Regions from separate parts of the Mus musculus genome. Here regions 1, 2, 4, 5, 6 and 7 are each linked to region 3. A link is a contact called in public Hi-C, HiChIP or PLAC-seq and promoter capture Hi-C data. All regions are on one chromosome and are shown on one strand. The core of a region is the stretch at or near the end of the contact, and the rest is flanking DNA. Distances in the headings are between cores, read along the strand shown. Region 1 has its middle 23 kb from the start of Gm14461. Region 2 has its middle 38 kb from the start of Gm46751. Region 3 holds the start of Ube2e3 (ubiquitin-conjugating enzyme E2E 3). Region 4 holds the start of Cerkl (ceramide kinase-like). Region 5 overlaps Gm14461 (predicted gene 14461). Region 6 has its middle 42 kb from the start of Neurod1. Region 7 overlaps Gm14461 (predicted gene 14461).

Region 1 (2,796 bases), core at 40-2,539, 650 kb before region 3:
TGCAGAGGAAAGCAAGCTCCAAGGGCCAAGCTAATTCTGTGAAATGCAAGTTAATGTCTACAGACACATTTAGAGCTTCGTTTTATGCCATCTAAAATAAACTGCAACAAAATCTGCCTTGGTACATCAAAAGATTATCCATCTTAAAAAATGGAGGTTAGTAGCCCAAAATAACAGTAGAAAATGAAGTTATATTTGTGTGAAATTTTAAGCGATTTCATTACTTCTAGATACATGATATTACTTTCTCTAATGCACCTGTGAAGAAAGTAGGGTAGATATTATTAATTTTCAGTCTATAATCTAAAAATAGACACTTAGGTGTGAGGCAATCTGTCCTGTCTCACAGGTAGATCCGGCACAGCAGGCTTCTGATATTTTCTTATTTTTCCTTTAATCATCTCTATATTCCTCCCACGGGCCAAAGCACACCCTCACCTCTTTGCCTCCGTGTTGAAGTTCATGCTTCGAAACCAACAGACTACCGGTTCCATTCTGTCCAGGTTTTACTGATTACTGCATTCAAAGCACTCTTTCTGCTCTCCAAAGCATTCTAGATATTGTTTTCTGTGTGCGACTTACTGGGTGTTGACGTCATGCTTAAAATAGAACCAAAGATGCTCCAGCTACTGAATCTGTGTTTTGGTCAATTGAAAACATTTTTGTCGTTGTTGCTGTTCATTCTTTTAAACTTGCTGATTTCCAAGGCTTTCCCTCAGTTAGTGAGTTTTTGAAAAAAAAAATGTTACTGTTTGTCTTTAAATTCCTTTAGGGAGTTCAATAGAATGCCTATAGTAAGTCCATACATACACAGTATCCACAGACAGGTAAATATGTTAAAGGTCAGTAATAAAGTAGTTTTTGTGTCATTGCTCCACAAATGGTGTCTGTCTAAATTACCCAGTTTTGTCAGCTGATGGTCCTGACCGTCTGCTTTACACGCATCACACTCTCAGCGTGTTGCTTTAGGTTGCAGCTGCTTTGTGTTCACGTTCTCAGTTCTGGTCACATCTTAAAGGTATGGTGATGTTCTATTCCACACGTTCCTATTTTTCTACTGATGTGGAAGCCTTCATTTGACAGGGAAGCTATTATTCCTTCTTCATCCGCATGTAAATTCTCGGGTTCCCAATGCCATGTTCGTATTTGATCTTTAGCATGCTCAGACACGAGAGATGTCATCATGAGCTCCCTCGTCTCCTGAGAGTTGTTACAAACTTAGTCTAAGGCTCCCAACTCAAGGCCGGCATGCTTCCCGTAATTGCAGCAAATTCTTGGCAGTCAACCTCGTCAAGCCCCTCATTCTGTCTGCTGCTACATTTGAGAATGCTGCCTTGTCATTCATGTGCAGAGCTGAGCCTTCTCAGGGTTTTTTTTTTTTTCCTACTAGCAGTGAGAATTTTATGAATTTTATAGACTTTAATGAAGACTTTGGGGCTCTTTTTAGAAACCCCATTGCACATTACAAAACAGCCTTTTTTGTTTGTTTTTGCTCCACATTCTCATCTATTTCATGCCTCTCTCCATTTCTCTCTCTCTCCCTCCCTCCCTTTCTCTCTCTCTCCCTCCCTCTCTCCCTCCCCCTCTCTCTCCCTTTCTCTCTTTCTCTCTCTCTCTCTCCTTCCCTCCCCCCTCTTTCTTTCTTTCTTTCTTTCTTTCTTTCTTTCTTTCTTTCTTTCTTTCTTTCTTTCTTTCTTTCTTTCTCTCTTTCTTTTCTCTCTATCCTGCTTATATTTTTAGCTTGTAAAACCATGAATTCCTCCAGTTGGGATAAATGTCACAAAAGACCCTGCAAATGCGAACCCACGATACATCAGTCTACATTATTAGACCCAAGCAAGTTTCCACAAAACACTCTTTTTGCTGCAAAACTACCTCCCCTGGTCATTTGAAAGCTCCCAGAAAAATGTTAAATTCATCAGGACAGATCGTCCAGTCCATTCTCCTCCTGTAATGACAAGAACACTGAGAAGCAGTGAAGTGTCTTCTAAGGACACACTTACTGAAGATGAAAATCAGACTGCAGACATGTGTGCTCCATCACCATGTTGGAGACATGTCACTGGTCTATGAGGGTTGCTAATCATAGACATTTAAGTTCTCTGAAATTTCAGTCTGCTCACATAGGTTCTATGGGAGTCAGTGTCTCCTACTTGGTTGCTAAGAAAAAACTGTGAAGGGTTCTCTCCACTTTAAGAGTTTATGCCAAGGATCTAAATATCTGGCTTATGTAATCTGATGATCTTTGATGAATAAAAATGCCAAAAAGATGTGCTTGGAGGAAAATATTAATTATAATAAAGTAGCTTGTTTGGAAAGAGAAAAATATTTAAGTGTGAGAAAATATTAGCATAAACATCTCACCAAAACAACCTGCGTTCTCACTTTTCCTTTCCTGTTGCATAAACACTATTAATAGTGTTGTAAAATTATGATCATGTTGGGGGGGGGGAAGGGATGCTCCTGCTTCTTGCCTCTGTCAATTGTTTAAAAGAAGAATTGGCTGAATCTGCCTAAGGCTCTATTTTATAAACTTGCTGCATCATATTGGTTTATTTATTTTTTTATTTTTTATTTATTTTTAAGGTGGTTGATTCTTGAGATTTGTCAACACCTGGGAGCACTGTTCTAAAGCTTTGTCGCTCAGTCTTTTATTTTATTTTGCAGAAGAAAAACTATATGTTTAGAGAGAGGGCTTTATAAAAGTGTAGGTTCCTGATTGAGTTTTAAGATTTCTAACTCAGAAAATATGGAATGGGTTAATGAAATATTCCTTTAAATCAGTTCCCACAATAA
Region 2 (2,700 bases), core at 113-2,612, 730 kb after region 3:
CTATAGGTGAAACAATAATATGAACTAACCAGTACCCCTAGAGCTCGTGTCTCTAGCTGCATATGTAGCAGAAGATGGCCTAGTTTGCCATCATTGGGAAGAAAGGCCCCTTGGTCTTGCAAACTTTATATGCCCCAGTACAGGGGAAACACCAGGGCCAAAAAGTGGGAGTGGGTGGGTAGGGGCAGTGGGGTGGGGGGAGGGTATAGGAACTTTCAGGATAGCATTTGAAATGTAAATGAAGTAAATACCTAATAAAATATGGGAAAAAAATAAAAGAAATCTGGGTAGTAGCTATTGGTGTTCTTGCTTTGTACTTATTTAGTAAAATGTAACCACTTGTATTTATAATCTCACTCAGACCATATGGTTCACTTCAAATGAAAAAATATTTAAGCTTCAAAATGTGCAAATGCTAAGCTGCAAAGTAGGGGTGAATTTTCCCTGGGACAGTGAACATCTGCTGAAATAACTTGTCCAATGGAGCGGTCGGTTGTTTCTGTTGGCTTTCTCTCTCTCTCTCTCTCTCTCCCTCCCTCTCTCTCTCTCTCTCTCTCTCTTTCTCTCTTTTCTCTTCTATTCTTTCTTTCTTTCTTTCTTTCTTTCTTTCTCTCTCTCTCTCTTTCTTTCTTTCTTTCTTTCTTTCTTTCTTTCTTTCTCTCTCTTTCTTTCAACTTAAAAAAAAAGATTGTTTAACCTTCACTCTTGTCATCTTCCAAAGCAAGAAATGGTTTCTCTTGGGATCAAGTATTTCTAGAATAGTAACATAGCCTTAGCTTTTATTCATTGTTTTGTATTTTCGATGACGGCTAAGTGAAATTTTGAATATTGCTTGAAAGACCACAAAATTCACTCTGGTATTTCAAGACCCCTTAAATCAACTGCAGCACCTTTCAAATCTAAGGGTTGGAGTGGTAATTTTTACTCAGCAGGAGTCAGATTTTAAATGAGACTGGCTTTTAAGAAAGACCTCATTTCACTTGTTCTTTGTACCCAAAGGCAGATGAGTCTGGAAGAAAAAAAGATCTCAAACCTTAAAAATAAAATACTCCCAAAGGTAGAGTTCAATAGCATCCTGGAGATAATGAGAGGCTAAGTAGAACTGATAAGCTGGACTCAACTCCTACCAGTCTTGTTCCCTTTGTAACTTTTAGGCATCTATTTCCCCAGAGAAAGGGAAGGCAAGACACTCAGAGCACTTAGTTTTATAATGCATAAGAAGTCAGTGGAGAAGAACTATCAGAATTCTCTGGGTAAACCAGTTTGAATTAAAGATGTTGCTTTTGTCTCTGTGCTTTAAAGAGCCTCAGGACCTTGGGGATTACATCAAGAGCAATGAGTCATGTCTGAAAAGGGAAAGAAAGGGTGTCAAATTTCATGCTTATTCATAAGCCAAGGAATTGTTCCCTGTGTTCCAGTGGAGACAGGATCATGAGGAAGACCTGAGAATCCAGGATTTAAGTGTTGAAAGGCCCTATTTGCTATAAAAGATTGATGGAATGGAGCCCTTCATATAAAAACCATTCCTGGTTCTTTTCTTTAATTTTTCTTATGAAGCAGTTGAAAATATAAAGAAAAAGTTCTAGTACTGATCAAAACTACTTTGTCGCTTGCTATATATTTGCCAGTCCATTAAAATCTTTAGCCTTCTTTGGCACAGAGCCTTCGATGCTTGTAGAATGGAGAGTCTTTTTCTTTTGAGTGAACTGTTAGAATCTTTTGGATGGCAGTCAAACACTTCTGTAATTTCCTTCACTGTTTTTAGCTTCTTCTGGCATTAGTGATTTCAAGTATGTCTCTGGAATGTCAGGAAGAGTCCAGATACTATTCTAAATGTTGTATTTTAATGCTGTTTGTTGTAGATAATTCAGGAAGCAGAACTTGGCATTAGGCTATAGAAAGCTTTTTTTTTTCATCTCCACATAAAATGTAAAATCTTAATAAAGTGCTGAATGGAGCTTTTGATCAGTAGCCTATTTGTGAAAGTAGATTACAGAGGAATTTTATCTTTGTCCATAGGCAGTAACAGATTTATTGGCATGGGAAAGGTGAGCAGCCTGATTTAAGGAACACCAGAAGCTGGACTTTGAAATGACCAAACGGCCTAAACTGAGTGGAATTATTTTATTCTGGAATATTAACATTTCAGTTCCCTTCATTTCTATTTTTGAATAATATTGATGAGATTTCGAAAAGGAACTTAGGTTAATTCCCGCTTTGACTCATCTACACCGTGAAATTCCATCAGTGCTATCTGCTTTGAGTTTCACAAGCTTGTGTATGAAGTCGGTTGTGCTAACACCAACTGGCATAGGAGATAAAGACCCAGCAAGGACAGGCCTCGTGTGATCACTGCCTACAGAATAAAATCATTCGCAACCAATGATTGTTTAAGGTTCCAAGGGATACTTATACCTGCAGTTACAGCACAGCTCTGGCTACTCTGACCGTGAGTGGGTCTTGCTTGCCCTTCTCATCAGGAATCACTGCAGAATCAAACAAAGGATGAATTCTTTCCTAAGAAGCTTACGACTAACTCAGGTTTCTACAAGTATTCCAGGAACAGGATTCTTTCTGGTTACCAAGGTTGTAAGTGTGATTTTGATTTTGGCCCAAAGACTTAAAAACTAAACCCCATATGTTGTCCTACTTGTTCTGTGAGCCAATAGTCAATATTCCTTCCTCCTCTCCCCTCCCCTC
Region 3 (2,700 bases), core at 168-2,667:
TGTGCTTAGCATATACCAGGATATAGCTCGCTTGTGTAAGTTCACTGAATCTGTATCTTTGAAACGTTACAGATGTGACTTATTTATAGTTTCGAGTATTTTTTTTTTCTTTTTTTTACCAAAGCTCTTCTATTTGGAGGAAAAATAGTATGTTGGCTCACTTCTTTTCATTTTCCTTTCTCTTGAGCATTGGCTCATGTCTTATGGCTCCGCCATTCTAGTTTCTTCTGTGAACTCCTCCTCCCAGGACCCCTGGCCCTGAACACTCTTGAGAGAGGAATGCACAAATTCCTTCGAGGTTCCATCACTGGAACATGGTCTCAGGAGCGGCAAACAGGAAGTTTCTGGACTTCTGTCTATTTTGTGCTTGGGGCAAAACTGGACTCCACTTGGAAGATTCCGCAAAAAGCAAGGCAGGAGTAAACCAGCAACCTTCCTGATTCCTATCTAAAACTTTTAATGAGGACAGTGTCATATAGAGTCAGTCCCTCCATGGCTTCTCTATCCAGAAGTGGTCTCTCTCTCTCTCTCTCTCTCTCTCTCTCTCTCTCTCTCTCTCTCTCTCTCTCTCTCTCTCTCTCTCTCTCTCTCGCAAAGCAGAGCCCGCCGCCAGACACATCGGGTTATTGCCCCTAAACTTCCTCACTCCACTTTTTACATCTTGAGCGGGACATTTAAAACACAGTTTGGGATTTTGTAAGTTTCCAAAGCGTCCAGAGGGCAGTCCCCTTTTGGCAGCGCCATTGCAGGACGGGAGCCAGAGATTAGCCGAGGTAGGTCCCCTGGTCTCAAAATCCTATTCACCTCGCTCAGAAGCCCAGGACTCTACCTTGCTACTTCCTTCAGCTCAGAGGGGCCAGAAGCAGCTTTCCTTTGCCTGCGTGCCTGGCCTCCTCAATAACACCATTCATCGCCTGCCTCTCGGGGCACCGGGGAAGCCCCAGTCACGCGCCAGGGTTCTCGCTCAGGTACGGGATTCCCGGGGTAACCGCCGGCCCCTAACCTCAGGGGCGGGTAGTCCACTGGGCAGCGTCGGCCCGGAGGCGGGCTCAGGCCGGAAGCCACCCGCGGCCCCGCGAGACCGCGCCCCCGCCCCCGCCTCCTCGTCCTCCTCTTCCAGTACGAGCTCGGCGGCCAAGGGCGCAGGGGCCAGCCCGCCGGTCCCCGCCGCGCTCTTTGTCCCGGCCGCGCGCGGGCGGACGCGTGCGCATCTGCCCCCCCGCCCCCCAGCTCCCCAACCTCCGCCACCCCCCGCCCGCCACCCCCCACCCGGCGGAAAAAAAAAAAAAAAGAAGGCGCAGCGGGAGCGCGCTCGCGCGGGGGCGCGCGGGAGCCGCTCGCGCCCCCTCCGCCAGGCAAGCAGCGAGCACGCGCGCCGCCGCGCCCGCCCCTCCCCCGCCCGCCCGCTCGCTCGGAACTTGCTGACTGCGCGACCGGGAGGAGCCGAGCCGAGCCGAGCCGAGCGCAGCGGCGGGAGGCTGAGCGCGCGGGGGGCTCCCGCGTCCCTGCGCCTTCGCCTTCGGCCGGCAGAGCGCCCACCCCACCGTGGCTCCCGGAGCGCGGGGCGGCGCCACCCTCCGGCCGCAGCGCGGCACTGCACGGCCGCCTGCGACTTTCGATGTTCCACACTCCCGGGCCGGAGCCTCGGCGGCGGCTTCTTTTCCCGCCCCCCCGGTGCCCCCCCCAGGCTGCCTCCATTTCCTCAAGGAAGGTTCCTCGGCGCTCTCCCTCCCCCACAGCGTAGCGGCGCACGAGCGGGCCGGGCGGGCGGCCGAGGTAAGGCGGCGGGGCCGGGGCCCGCGTGGGGGGCGGCGGGGGCGGGGGCGGCAGCTTTGTTCGCGCCGGGCGCCGCGCTCCTCAGTCCGCCGCGCTAGTCAGTCAGCGGCGCGGGGCGGCGGGTCCCGCATCCCCCGGCGGGCGGGCGCAGTGGCGCGGTCCCCTGCGCGGCCCTCCCCACAAAGGACCGCGGAGCTGCGTGGCCCAGTGCTCGCCCCGGGGCGGGCCGCGCCAATTTGTTGCACTTCTGGGGGTGGGGGGTGGGGGAGGGCTTTTGTTTGTTTGTTTGTTTTGCCCTCGGGGTTTTGGCCGCTTTGCGGATTTTTTTTTTTTTTTTTAAAATAACAAAATGTCGGTCGGTGAGGGAGGAATTGAGCGGGGAACGTCGATGGCACCGGGAGCTTTGCAGAAGGTGCAGTTTGGAGCCTGCCCTTCCCCGGGTGGCAGCTCGGGCTCGGCCCGGTGAATCCTCGCCGCCGGCCGTGGGGACGGCTGTGGGGCGGCTGCCAGTTGATTTTTTTTTTTTTTTTAAATTCGAGTGCTGTGTTCAAAGGCTTTCGGTGCGCACGGGAGGACCCCGTCACCGTAAATAAGCATATGGGCGACTAACGGGGTATGTTTTTCCTCTGGGAAGGAGGATTTGATCGCTCAGACCGGTGTCAGCCTGTAAATATTTAGACGGTATTAGTGACTTCTGAACATTCTCGGCGAGATCTGTTATTTACAGTTGTCATATGTTATTAATGCCCGTTGCCCAAGTTCCCTGGCAAATCTGTTTCATGCCTTCTGAGAAAGTAGACAATTGATAGATTGTCCAAGGGATGGGAAAAAAATGTGAGTGGGTTTTCCAACTTGCATTTTGGTAAATCCCTCAACGCCTGCATTATAAATTATGATACGTATCAGATTCCCTGTAACGTGCTG
Region 4 (2,700 bases), core at 35-2,534, 560 kb after region 3:
AAAACTGTCATGAGAGCTTTTCAAATTCTATTACCAGGAGTGCTAATTAAACCTCCTTTTCCTCAGTCACCACTCACTACAAAACAGGATTTCTTTCCTCTTGTCACTATTTGTCTTTGTGCTGTAGCAGTGACCTACAAGGGAGGGTGGGGTGCAGTATTGTTGCACTGCAGTCTCTAAAAGCTTGTAGCTTAAATTGGTTCCTTGGGCTAATCGAGATTCTAGTTACATTTATATTCCCCAACTCAGGCTGATTTACAGGTTAAAAGAAAGATCCCACATCCCTGCACCTTGCTTGTAATATTAAAGAATCTAAAGAATCGGGAAATACTTCTTCACCTTGGGCTTTCAAAGGCCGTGAAAACATTTTGCTTAAAGCCCAAAGTAGCTTTGCTTGAGTGAACAGCACTGCACATGTGGCTCAGGTGGAATTCACACTCCTCACTAATTCTGGTCCCTGACTGGATGGTTTCATTTAGTTAGACGTTTGGACAAGAAACTTTCAAACAATGACTTTTCCATTCTATGACAGACTGTGGCACAAGGAGTATTTTTTCCCTCTGAAGGTGGGGGGAATCAGCTGTTTTTAATTTCATAAACTCGTAGCTAATTAAAACCAGACTGTGAACCACATTCTACTGTTCTCCAAGACAGGTCTAACTGAAGCCGACCTGAAATATTTCTACTGCAAATTGCAGCATCGCATTTTCTTGTTTAAAAAAAAAAAAAGAAAAAGAAAAAAAGAAAAAAGACTTTAAGTCAATAGAAGGTAAGTTTAAGTAAAGCACAAATCTGTGGTGTGATATTCTATAGAAATTCATTAAAAATCGGGTTTCAAAACTTGTTCCCGATGGAAGGGGAACTGCAACTTCCTGGTTTGCAATCACAACCCCTACAGGAGGCTGGGGGCGGAGGGTCAGAGGGGTGTCGGTGGCGGCAGAAGGGCGTGGCGGCAGCAGGGTGTGGGGGGCGTGGGAAGGTAGGGGGCCGCCACTCACCAGCCGGGAGCTCGGGCTGGATGCGTCGCCACCGCAGGGCCCGCTCGCCCAACGCCACATCGCAGCTTTCCCTCCGGATCTCGAAGATGCCACGCAGCAAAACCCGCTCGGGTTCAGCAGCTGCCTTTGGGTTCTCCGGAGGCGCCTCCTCCAGGGCGCCCACCCGGCTCCTGCGTCTCCCCCGGAACATGGTGACGCGGTGCTGGGCCGAATTGGGGAGCCACCAGAAATCTTCGTGGGAAGGAAGTGTGGCTACAGCCACTGCCTGGGCCTTGTCCCACGCTGCCAAGGCAACCAAAAGCTCCTGAAGGAAGGCGGGGCGGAAGGGAGGAGCCCCGGGAGCTTTCTCTTTTGCCCCCAGAGAGGGCCACTGTCCTCTCTGGACCATGCTGCTAGTATGAATTTTCCTGGCTGAGCTCCGGGAGTTTGCCAGGCATCCCCCAAATTGGATTGCTTAGGCATCACCTAGTCTCTTGTTAAATGAAGTGCAGGTTCTTGTCAGATAAATCTAAAGAGAATCCAAAATTCTGAGTTGTGGCACAAGCCTTCAGTTCCAGCACTCAGGAGGCAGAGGCAGGTGAAGTTGAGTTCCAGACCAGCCAGCGCTAAATAGTGCGTTCTACAGCCGTCGGGAGCACGTGTAAGACACTGTCCAAAAATAATAAAAAATAAATAAATAAATAAATAAATAAATAAATAAAAAAAAATAAAATTGAACAGTAAGAATCTGCTTACTGGGTGACTGCAGAAGTTGCTGGCCAAGAGACACAAAGGAGTTTCAGTGCGCAAGGCTCTGTCTATCTTCTCAGGGGTGTCCTCTGAGATTCCCCCAAGGAGCTACATTACCTGTGTGACTACATCTGTTTGACTGCCCAGGAGTAAGAGTAAACCCCTGATTTGCATAGACAAATGTACACCTCACAAAGTTGATATTACCTTCAATCACCTCCATAGTGTAGTGTATGGATCCCTTAGCTCTACCTGGATGCGACAGCTGCAAACTGCAAAGAGCAGAGCTTACTCACCCAAACTTGACCATCATGCAAAAGGAGGCCTCCAGAGCTCACCGTTAACTTCCTCCTGGTAGGAGGGGCAGTTCTCCCGCTGTGATTGCACAATAGAGTGGCCCGGGGAGGGCGGTTGCTGTTTAATCCAGTTGTCCTGGCCACATTTCAAAACGATCAATTTGCAATCTCCAGGGATGGAATCCAGGTTCCAGAAATACTTCCCTCTGAAAGTCTAGGATTTAGGCTGAGAATTGCAATCAGAAAACAAGAGCCTAGTGTTTTTGCAGACTAGGCAAGTAAAGAGGTTTTGTGAAGTCCTTATATGAGGGGGTGGTCAGGCATTGAAGGGTGATTTAAAACTGGGGTTTCTGTACTATTACTTAAGGATTCCATCCATCTTCCACTAAGTCTCTCATAGGCAGCCACTGGTAGGTAAGAGCTGTGCCAGTTCCAGGAAGAGTTCACTTCTAGAGTTAACATCCTGAGTTCACAGCTGTCTGGCAGACTCAAGCTCCCTGGCATTTTAAAAACTTGCTGAGAGCCAAGGCAAACAGGCCAAGGCAATGGCTACTTCTTAGGACCTTTACAAAGGGGCAGGTTGCCATTTGTCAAGCTTCAGGAAGACCAGGAGTTGCAAACATTGGCTTTGTCTTGCCATGAAGATGGAAACAATAGGGCCCATGCTCCCACACTTT
Region 5 (2,700 bases), core at 149-2,648, 620 kb before region 3:
TGCAGCAGTGCTGACACTTTTTTGCAAAGTGCATTCGCGGAAAACTTCCTCAAGGAGATCACATGAGGAGACTAATGAGAAGAAGTGAAGAGGGCCGATGCCTGGGTGAAGACTTCCAAACAGAGGGTGTAGCAGGCACATGGAGCTTAGAAGAGGTACATACTTGCAAAGAGGTACATACATACAAAAGTCACGATGGCTGAAATATGGTGGGAACTTGAGGAACCAGGCTCTGAAATTAGTTCCTAAGGGACAAAGCAGACCTGAAACCCCCATGAACAGAGCTGTGAGTGCTGGAGATGTAGCAGACCCACTGTGTGCTAGTGCTGGAGCTAGAGTGGGCCTACTGTGTGCTGAAACAGTACAACAGTTGTGTGTTGAGGCTCTGCCCTTTAAACACATACTCTGTTCCTTGTGTGAATAACAACTGCCACTTGTGTGATAGGATCATTTTTTAATAACTTAAAGCTATTTTGCTCCTGCGGGGATGGAACAGAGCACCTTTACATACCCCACATTCTTTGGAGTTTCAAACACCTGGTCATCATTTTCTATACTGGGTCACTGGTCATGTATGTATCATTATCTTGTCAGGACTTCTCTTCACTTAAATAGGTAATTATTGTTGACGCTGGCTGTAAAAACCAGACATCTGTATGGCTTCCGAGAGTCGGCCTGTCAAAGGCAGCTGTTGTTTAGAACCGTCTTGCTGGAAAATTAGATACAATGTAGACATAAGTATTTGAAGAATTGAAACTGTTCCAAATTTATGGCCACTCTCAGCACTAAAGCCTTCTGTCTGCATTACAGTAATGTTTGGCTGTGTGGCAGGGATCCTGAGCCCTTCACATTCTGCCTTTGCCTGGAGCTGCAGTCTGGTCAGGTGTCTAGGCTCCAGACACCCTTGTCGACCTCAACACTAACATTTTGAGTTATCATTTCTTCAAACAGTATAGGAAGGCTCCTTCTTAATCATCCACACTCATTTTCTCTGACTATGCCAGGCCATGTTGTCTAGTAAAAGGCACTTTCTGTTACATTTTTTAATTTGACTTCATGGTACTTACATCAGTCTCTGATTTTAGAATGTTTGTGTGCATTTACACATTCACTACACATTTCCTTTTCTTTAGGTATAAGCTCCATGAAGACAAGAATATGCCTGTTTCCTTTACTACGTTCTTAATGAAGTTTGCTGGACACCTGAATTCACCTGTGAATGTGTAAAGGCTCTTCCTCATCACTCTTCTTTCAAGCTTCAAACCTTCTAACACTAACTTGTCCTTGCCTGGCCTGAGAGCTGCCATGGTGGCTGAGAGCTCCAAGCTTCCCCCGATGGATTCTGGAAATCTCTCATCCTGGTTTTCCATGCCAGTTTCCCCTAAGTTCACAAAGAGCTGCACCTCAGTGGCTACATGGAGTTCTAGCTAGCATGCTCTTGGCTGTGTGTCTTCCATTAAGAGTCTTGTTTCTGATACACGGCTCATGGATTCGTTTCCTTCGGGTAACTGAATCTATTGGATGGCTCTGAAGTTTCTGTCACTTCCCAATGGCATTTGCCTTTCCCGGCCACCATTTGTGTCTGGGTGTGGGTGTCACAGTCAGCTTTGGGGTTTCCTAACAGTGAATTTCCAAGCCTGTTGGAAATTCCTTTCGTCTGTTTTTGCTATTGTTACATCTGGCTCTCATCGCTTATAAATCTCACAGTACAGTGTTAACATGATGACTTCCTGGGAATCATTTCTTGCCAATCTATAACTAGAAAATTCTCTTTTTATTTGCTTTTGGTTTTCCATGTCCATGGTTTTTCATTTCTTCCTGTTGATCCATTGTGTCTCACCCTGTGCGTGTGAAGAATTCCCTCGTGAGTTTCTTTCCTGTCTCTCAGCTAGTGCTCACATTATGTGCCTGAAAAGTACATTTTTTACTTTTGTTTTTTGAGAGATGGTTTTGCTAGATATTTTTTTTCAGGGTTGACAGAATTGTTTTCTTTTCAGCGATTCACAGATGTCACGCCGCTGTCTTTCACTTCTCATAGCTTCTGACAAGAAGTTTACTCTTCTACTCATCTATGTTCTTAGGCTCGGACACACCTCTCTCCTGGCAGCTGCGAGATTTCCTCTTTATCTCTGCTTCACTGCAGTCTGCCTACCATAGCTTGTATGTTTGGACTTACTTTAACTTTGTTTAATTTTCACTAGGTGTTTATCTTACTCCTAGGTTTTTTGTGTTTTGTTTTTTGTTTTTGATTCTTGGTCATATGTGTTGTGAGTTTCTTTTAATATAGCCTTTGTCTTTCTGTCTCTTCTGTCCCTCTTGCTTTCTCATCCTCTCTTGTGACTCTAGGTACCTTTGCTTATGGCCGACAGCTCAATGATGTGTTTACCCCCTCTCCACTTTCCTTCAGTGAGCCTGGTTTATATTCATCTGTCTTTAGATTCAGTGAGCTTTTAGAAGTAAATTTATTACTGCATCTGCATTTAAGGTTTATTCCAGCTAGCAGATCCCATCTCTGATAAAAAAAAATTCTTCATTTGCTCATGCACGGTGCCTCGTTTCCTACTATGGCTTTTAACATAGTCCTCCACTCTTTTTCTAGCCCCAGGGAGAGCTAACCTTTGGTTCATGTCTATTGTTCCTTCCATCTATATAGTTCATCATCTTCTAACTCTATTTTCTTCATTTTTGTTTCTTCTAATT
Region 6 (2,700 bases), core at 151-2,650, 630 kb after region 3:
AGCAAACAAACAAAACAACAAAAAGAATATTGTGGGTCAGTGAGAAGCCTTGGTGGGTAAAGGCATTTGCTCACAAGCTGAATAACCTAAGTTTGATCTCTAGATCCTACAGGGTAGAAAGAGAAAACAAATTCCCTCAAAAATATCTCTGACTTGCACATGACCTCTGACTAGCACTCAAGCATAAGCCCACACACAAATAAGAAGATGTGCTGGCTAGTCTTCTGTCAACTTGACACAGGCTGAGATATCGGAACCTCCAATGAGAAAATGCCTCTCTCCATAAGAGCCCAGTGTAAGATATTTTCTTAGTGATTCATGAGGGCAGGGTTGGGTTGGCCCAGGCCATGGTGAGTGGTGCTATCCCTAGGCTGGTGGTCCTGGGTTCTATAAGCAATCAGACTGAGCAAGCCATGAGGAGTAAGCCAGTAAGCAGAACCCCTCCGTTGCCTCTGCATCAACTTCTGCCTCCAGGTTCCTGTCCTGTTTGACTTCCTGTCCTCTGGTTTAAATAGGAGCCAGGGAGAATCTAACTCATGTGATTTTTAAATGCTGGAATATAAACGTTAGAAAAAAAGTATAAGTCCAATAAACCCTTTCCTCCCAACTTGCTTTTGGCCGTGGTGTTTCATTTCTGTGATAGAAACTTTAAGACAATAAATAAATAAAATTATAATTAGGAAAAAAAGGTGTACAACATTTCTAATTGCTATAGAAATTATGATATATCAGAAGAAAAATAGCAAGTAATTATTTGGAATAATTATTTTAAAAAAGAAAGTACAGGGTTCTTTGAAGTCACAGATTGGGGATCTAATACACTCTAGGGGTTTTACAGAGTGGAACAATGTTCATGTTGAGATGGAATCACACCCATGAGCAGGGTAAATAGAGACTAGGTACTGTCTGTCACTAGGACAGCCGTGAGCTGCAGCTATTGCTAAAGCAGAGGCGGGTGCGTTAAAACACACTAGGGGTTGACAAGCAGGTTCATGATTAAGGGAGAGAACAAGAGGAATGGGGTGGCAATTTGAAGCTTAGGAAACGGGGAGCAGGTATATTGCAAAAGGTGTTGTAGGTTACTTAAGAGTTTGGATCTACCTGAAAGTACTGGAGAGCCAGGGATGACCAACAGGGAGATGAATGAATGATCAGGTCTATATTTCTGGAAGATCACTCTTGATGGAGACTGGAGAGCCCTTGGAGAGAAGGATGCTGCATAAGTGGAGCAGTTATCACCATCCGGTAGTGGTCCAGGGGGCAGGCAGCAGCACTAGTCACTATGGTAATGGAAAGGTGTGGACACACCGGAGATATTTAGGTTGACTGGATGTGGCATCATGATGGGAGAGGTTAGAAGACTGAAGATTTCATTCATCATTTCATTCTGGCTCACTCCACTTGATCCATGGTCATGCCACTGACACTGAACCCAGCATGAATAACAAGGTCAGAGATGTCTTGGGTCTCTTGGAGCCAGCCCAGCATCAATTTAACTCAAAGAAGAATTTTTTTTCTGCATTTTCTTCTTCTGCACTGTCCACCAAATGAAAAAAAAATAGAGACATAATCCAATCATATATTATTCCTTAGGTGAATTTGTTTAATCTTCACACTTTAAACGAGGAATATTATTTCTAAGCCACAGTCCCTGCAGATCTGTGTTCCTTTTCTGAGCTTGGCGATTTCACACACCAGCCTGAAAGATGCGGGCTTTTCTAAAGCTGAGCACGTGGCGCCATCTTCGGGACAGTTTGGCAAAGCCTCCTAAGCCAAGCTGACTGTGCGGTTTACACTGGAACTTTCCATCCAGCAACTCTGACTCCATCTTGTTCAGTCATTAAGCTGAGAGCAGTGTTTCTCCAAAGTCAAGTTGTGCGAACCGAGCCTTTGTCTCACAAGAACTGAATCTTAACACAGAAAACAGGAAAAAAAATGGAAGCAGATTTGCCTTCAAAATAATCATTCTAGTTTAGTGTCTGCACTCTGAAAAACAGGTTTTGGTCTTGGGGAAAAAAAAAAAAAACTGCAAGAGGAAATTAAGGCAGTGTGGCTGCAGGGTTTCTGCCTTCTTGCTCATCCTCTATGCACCTTCTGGCTTTGCTTGCAGGAGTTTTGCTCTGGTTTAAATAGGAGCCAGGGAGAATCTAACTCGTGATTTTCAAATGCTGGAATATAAACGTTAGAAAAGAAGTCACTCGAAACTTTGGCTTAGAAGATGTAATCTCATAAATGTATCCAAGCTCGACCTGAAGACTGAAAGGCTGTGAATAAGAAATCACTATTACACCAAGGGCTAGCCACACGAGGAAAATAACACTTTAGGAACACGATCATTTGGCTATGGTCTCATATGCTGAATCCAGATAGGTAAGTTCTAACCCCCAAATTATCTCTTTAGAATTTACTATCTTGATGAAATCTTCCCCCTGCTTCTTAGATGGAAGGCCTCCCTTGTGGCCCAGTCCTGAAATTAAGCCTCAGTCAAAGGCAACCTAATAACCTCAGCAGAAGGACTGAAGTTGAGGGCAGCAGACAACCTGGGACAATTCCCCGCCATGTAGAATTCAGAATGAATGTCTAGAGATTTGAGAGAGTAGGAACCTTCAAGAGGCCGGAATTCCAAAAGACTGCTATTTGCACAACTAGAGGAACTGCCCTTGCCTCATCACAGTCTGTTCTGAATCAAGTCAAGAGATG
Region 7 (2,700 bases), core at 33-2,532, 590 kb before region 3:
CTGCACACCCAGCGTTAACTAATCAGTTGTTTGATGGACAGAAATCTGCCCAACATCAGTACTATTGAAGGACTCTATGGTGGGAGATGATATGCAAATGTTATCTTCACAGTATCCGACTAGCACGTTTCCAAATTTTTATTTGCACAGTTTATAATTTATCAAAGAGGAATGAAAGCCCTTCTAGATTCTGTTTAATATTTTGACAGATAATTCATGATATAACAGGATTTGCTAGATGAATGCCCACTACCCACTTGCAAAGAAAGCACAGTTTGCTCTAGTTGCTTGGCACTGGCTGGGAGGAATAAGGGAATCAGGAATCTGTCGTCAGGAACTTCTTTTCTGTTACTTGGGGAGGCATGTTAATTTGAGATAACTTTAATCTGGAACTAACACAGCTATAGGTGTTCACAGGTGACAATGAGCAGTCTGATGATAGAGGAAAGACTTCAAAAGGAGGAATTTAGGACCACATGGTTACAAGTAATGACTAATTTACTTTCCTTATTATTTTACTGCAGCTAGTTGAGAATCTAGAGTCAGGGTCCAGAAGTAGTCAATGCTCACAGGGAGGAGATATTCAGAGCAGACGAATGCCATGGGAGGGTCCTATAGACACGTAGTAAGTCTTGACTCCAGAAGAAGAAAAGAGGGAAGGAAGAGGGAGACTTATGGACCAAGCAAAGGGCAAGAGAACGAATGTGGATATAAGATCCAAAGCAAGGATTTGCTCCAATAGGCAATCGTGCAGATAATCTGTATTCTTCCTATTTCTGGCAGAATCCGAGCTGGATGTGACCAATTTTATTAGCAAATTCATACCAGAATGTGATTATGTTCCTCTAATTCCTACATTTTTCCTCCAGATTTTGTTATTATTATATATGTAAATGGAAAATTATGTGTCAATCAACAAAATGAACTAAATCCTTCCTAAGTTGGTGTGAAATCGTAAATATGTTTGGAAACAATACTTCATGCTGGCTTTTCATAAACAATTTGATATCCCCTCACAGTCTGCATGAAGCTGCTTTGCTCGCCAGGGAGATGGAGAAAATACACAATATTGTGGCCTCTGGTCCTGAAATAAAAATACTGGTTTGATTAAATGCCAGTTGGTTGTAAACGATAACCCACATAAACAGTAGGAAATCATTACGCTTAAGCAGTGAATTCTAATTTAATTTTATGGCCTTTGGAAAGAAATCCCTCAGGCCAGTGAGCAGAAGCCAAGCAATGGTGACTGTGCTGGGGATTCCAGGATTCCAGCTCTGTTGGGCCAGCTCTGGGGTGCCCTAGCCCTGCCCAGGGTAACCATCCACATCCGTTCTTTCCACTGTTCTTCTGATGGGGTCATTTTATGGTTTGTCCATACCCGTGAATTTTCCCATTTTAAGTCTATGTGTTTCATCTGTTTTATTGCTGCATTTAGAATGCCCCCACGAACTAAGTACTTCTACACCACCATTTAATTCTATGTAACCGGTTTTCTGCACCCCTTCTTTGTAAGAAAGAGAATTTCCACATTTTATTGTGTGCGTGCCATACCTTTTGCTTGTCATATTTACTTTGAAAGTCTTTTCTTTTAAACATTTATTCTCTGACAGTGTCATATAAGTTTTGATGTAACTGGATCATATACTCTTGTTAGTCTCGTACTCCCCTCTCACTTCTGCTAAATGTCTGCTTGCCCCTAATAAATCCCCCTCCTATTTTCATGGTTTTTAAAAGGGTTTGTGATTCATTGAATTTATTAGGGTTGCTCACATGAGCATATGAGGAAGAGTGTTTACTGGAGCATGTGGAACTAGCAGGTGGCTATACCAGAGAAGAAAGTGTCCCACACCAGCCCTTAACAGTCAACATGTCCTTAAGGAGAGCTGGGGCCTCTACTTTCTCCCTCAGCCCCAAGGAGAAGGCAATAGGATCTGAGCAGAAAAATCACTGCTGCTGTGATTTTGTGAGCAGATTGTCATGTCTTGTTTAGGACGTGGCTCCTTTGTCCCTCTCATCGGTTCCTACACTCCTGCTGCTGCTTCTCACTGAATGTCCCCAATGCTTTAGAGGTGGTATAGACATGTACTATTTAGGGCTAAGTTTGCATATGTAATCATTTGATTTGAGAGGAATTCCATTAGACCTTAGCTGGGGGATTCTTCTTCTCCTTTATAAGATGTTTATCTTCTGGGGTCACTGCATGATGTCCACTTGGTATCTTGGCAAGTTTGACAAGAACGAAGGAGGATTTCCTCAAAAGCCTGCTACACTGAGGCCCATAGGTCAAAGGCTGAGCTCACATACTTTGTCTTTTCCACATGATTACATGTATATTTTAGTGTGGTCTCTTCAGCGTGGCTGTAAGTGTCTCACAAGGAGACTTGGAACTAGAATAGGCCAAAGCAGAAGCTGCCATCTTTGTAAAAGTAAGAAAGAGGATGGAATACCATCTCTTTCACTGTACAGATGGGTCAAGATAGTGATAGGCTAGTCTAGGTTCAAAGGGATGGTAAGTATATTTTATGTGTTGATTAAAAAATATTCAAAACTTATTTAAATATAATATGTACTTTTTGTATACATGTAATATTATAATGTATATATTACAATATATACATTATATATGTACAATGTACATATAATGCATATATAATATAATTTGTATAAATAAATTAAGTAGATTAAATAGATTATAGTTCA

The links. Promoter capture Hi-C pulls out the DNA fragments that hold promoters and counts their contacts. A called contact is a pair of places that touch in the nucleus more often than the background predicts. HiChIP or PLAC-seq counts read pairs in DNA pulled down with a chosen protein or histone mark.
Region 1: a Hi-C map of Sertoli cells shows a contact between it and region 3, with 2.1 times the contacts expected there. The contact joins the enhancer-like site here to the promoter of Ube2e3 in region 3. A contact is called at or near these places in 3 of 39 promoter capture datasets (3T3-L1-derived adipocytes, the HPC-7 cell line and hippocampal neurons), 2 of 484 Hi-C or Micro-C datasets (Sertoli cells and cortical neurons), 5 of 115 datasets of contacts at active chromatin or transcription factors (astrocytes, bone marrow-derived macrophages, embryonic forebrain and 2 more) and 1 of 9 other capture datasets (macrophages).
Region 2: a promoter capture Hi-C map of the 3T3-L1 cell line shows a contact between it and region 3, with 6 times the contacts expected there. The contact joins the enhancer-like site here to the promoter of Ube2e3 in region 3. A contact is called at or near these places in 10 of 39 promoter capture datasets (the 3T3-L1 cell line, 3T3-L1-derived adipocytes, the C10 cell line and 6 more) and 1 of 9 other capture datasets (macrophages).
Region 4: a promoter capture Hi-C map of hippocampal neurons shows a contact between it and region 3, with 2.1 times the contacts expected there. The contact joins the promoter of Cerkl here to the promoter of Ube2e3 in region 3. A contact is called at or near these places in 4 of 39 promoter capture datasets (the 3T3-L1 cell line, the C10 cell line and hippocampal neurons), 3 of 115 datasets of contacts at active chromatin or transcription factors (bone marrow-derived macrophages, embryonic hindbrain and embryonic stem cells) and 1 of 9 other capture datasets (macrophages).
Region 5: a promoter capture Hi-C map of second pharyngeal arch cranial neural crest shows a contact between it and region 3, with 5 times the contacts expected there. The contact joins the enhancer-like site here to the promoter of Ube2e3 in region 3. A contact is called at or near these places in 7 of 39 promoter capture datasets (the 3T3-L1 cell line, cranial neural crest, embryonic stem cells and 3 more), 8 of 115 datasets of contacts at active chromatin or transcription factors (astrocytes, cardiomyocytes, craniofacial prominence and 5 more) and 1 of 9 other capture datasets (macrophages).
Region 6: a contact with region 3 is called in a Hi-C map of cerebellum, with 2.9 times the contacts expected there. The contact joins the enhancer-like site here to the promoter of Ube2e3 in region 3. A contact is called at or near these places in 15 of 39 promoter capture datasets (the 3T3-L1 cell line, 3T3-L1-derived adipocytes, the C10 cell line and 11 more), 2 of 15 datasets of contacts at CTCF or cohesin (large pre-B cells and pro-B cells), 14 of 484 Hi-C or Micro-C datasets (Sertoli cells, cerebellar granule neurons, cerebellum and 9 more), 13 of 115 datasets of contacts at active chromatin or transcription factors (the 230-238 cell line, astrocytes, craniofacial prominence and 10 more) and 2 of 9 other capture datasets (adipose tissue and liver).
Region 7: an H3K4me3 HiChIP or PLAC-seq map of embryonic limb bud shows a contact between it and region 3, with 4 times the contacts expected there. The contact joins the enhancer-like site here to the promoter of Ube2e3 in region 3. A contact is called at or near these places in 8 of 39 promoter capture datasets (the 3T3-L1 cell line, HPC-7-derived erythroid cells, cranial neural crest and 5 more), 5 of 484 Hi-C or Micro-C datasets (cerebellar granule neurons, cortical neurons, muscle stem cells and 1 more), 12 of 115 datasets of contacts at active chromatin or transcription factors (astrocytes, bone marrow-derived macrophages, craniofacial prominence and 9 more) and 1 of 9 other capture datasets (pancreatic islet).

The regions. Positions count from the first base shown.
Region 1 is chr2:78,213,407-78,216,202 of GRCm38.p6, forward strand. No RefSeq gene overlaps it. Among named protein-coding and RNA genes, the nearest start is that of Gm14461, 23 kb to the right of the region's middle. Within about 2 kb of position 1,290, at least 3 of the 459 cell types and tissues checked have an H3K27ac peak or open chromatin away from gene starts, as enhancers often do. A contact at or near this core is called in Sertoli cells and cortical neurons, where this site is marked.
Region 2 is chr2:79,595,934-79,598,633 of GRCm38.p6, forward strand. It overlaps a transcript of Itprid2 not described here. Among named protein-coding and RNA genes, the nearest start is that of Gm46751, 38 kb to the right of the region's middle. Within about 2 kb of position 1,363, at least 40 of the 459 cell types and tissues checked have an H3K27ac peak or open chromatin away from gene starts, as enhancers often do.
Region 3 is chr2:78,867,630-78,870,329 of GRCm38.p6, forward strand. Ube2e3 (ubiquitin-conjugating enzyme E2E 3) reads left to right here and starts at 1,418. Exons shown (of 6, transcript NM_009454.2): 1 at 1,418-1,776.
Region 4 is chr2:79,427,704-79,430,403 of GRCm38.p6, forward strand. It overlaps Cerkl (ceramide kinase-like), which reads right to left and starts at 1,285. Exons shown (of 13, transcript NM_001048176.1): 1 at 999-1,285. The coding sequence starts at 1,188.
Region 5 is chr2:78,245,788-78,248,487 of GRCm38.p6, forward strand. All of the region lies in intron 1 of Gm14461 (predicted gene 14461), which reads left to right. Among named protein-coding and RNA genes, the nearest start is that of Gm14461, 9.6 kb to the left of the region's middle. Within about 2 kb of position 1,399, at least 9 of the 459 cell types and tissues checked have an H3K27ac peak or open chromatin away from gene starts, as enhancers often do. A contact at or near this core is called in second pharyngeal arch cranial neural crest, where this site is marked.
Region 6 is chr2:79,497,746-79,500,445 of GRCm38.p6, forward strand. No RefSeq gene overlaps it. Among named protein-coding and RNA genes, the nearest start is that of Neurod1, 42 kb to the left of the region's middle. Within about 2 kb of position 1,401, at least 4 of the 459 cell types and tissues checked have an H3K27ac peak or open chromatin away from gene starts, as enhancers often do. A contact at or near this core is called in cerebellar granule neurons and cerebellum, where this site is marked.
Region 7 is chr2:78,274,724-78,277,423 of GRCm38.p6, forward strand. All of the region lies in intron 3 of Gm14461 (predicted gene 14461), which reads left to right. Among named protein-coding and RNA genes, the nearest start is that of Gm14461, 39 kb to the left of the region's middle. Within about 2 kb of position 1,283, at least 3 of the 459 cell types and tissues checked have an H3K27ac peak or open chromatin away from gene starts, as enhancers often do. A contact at or near this core is called in embryonic limb bud, where this site is marked.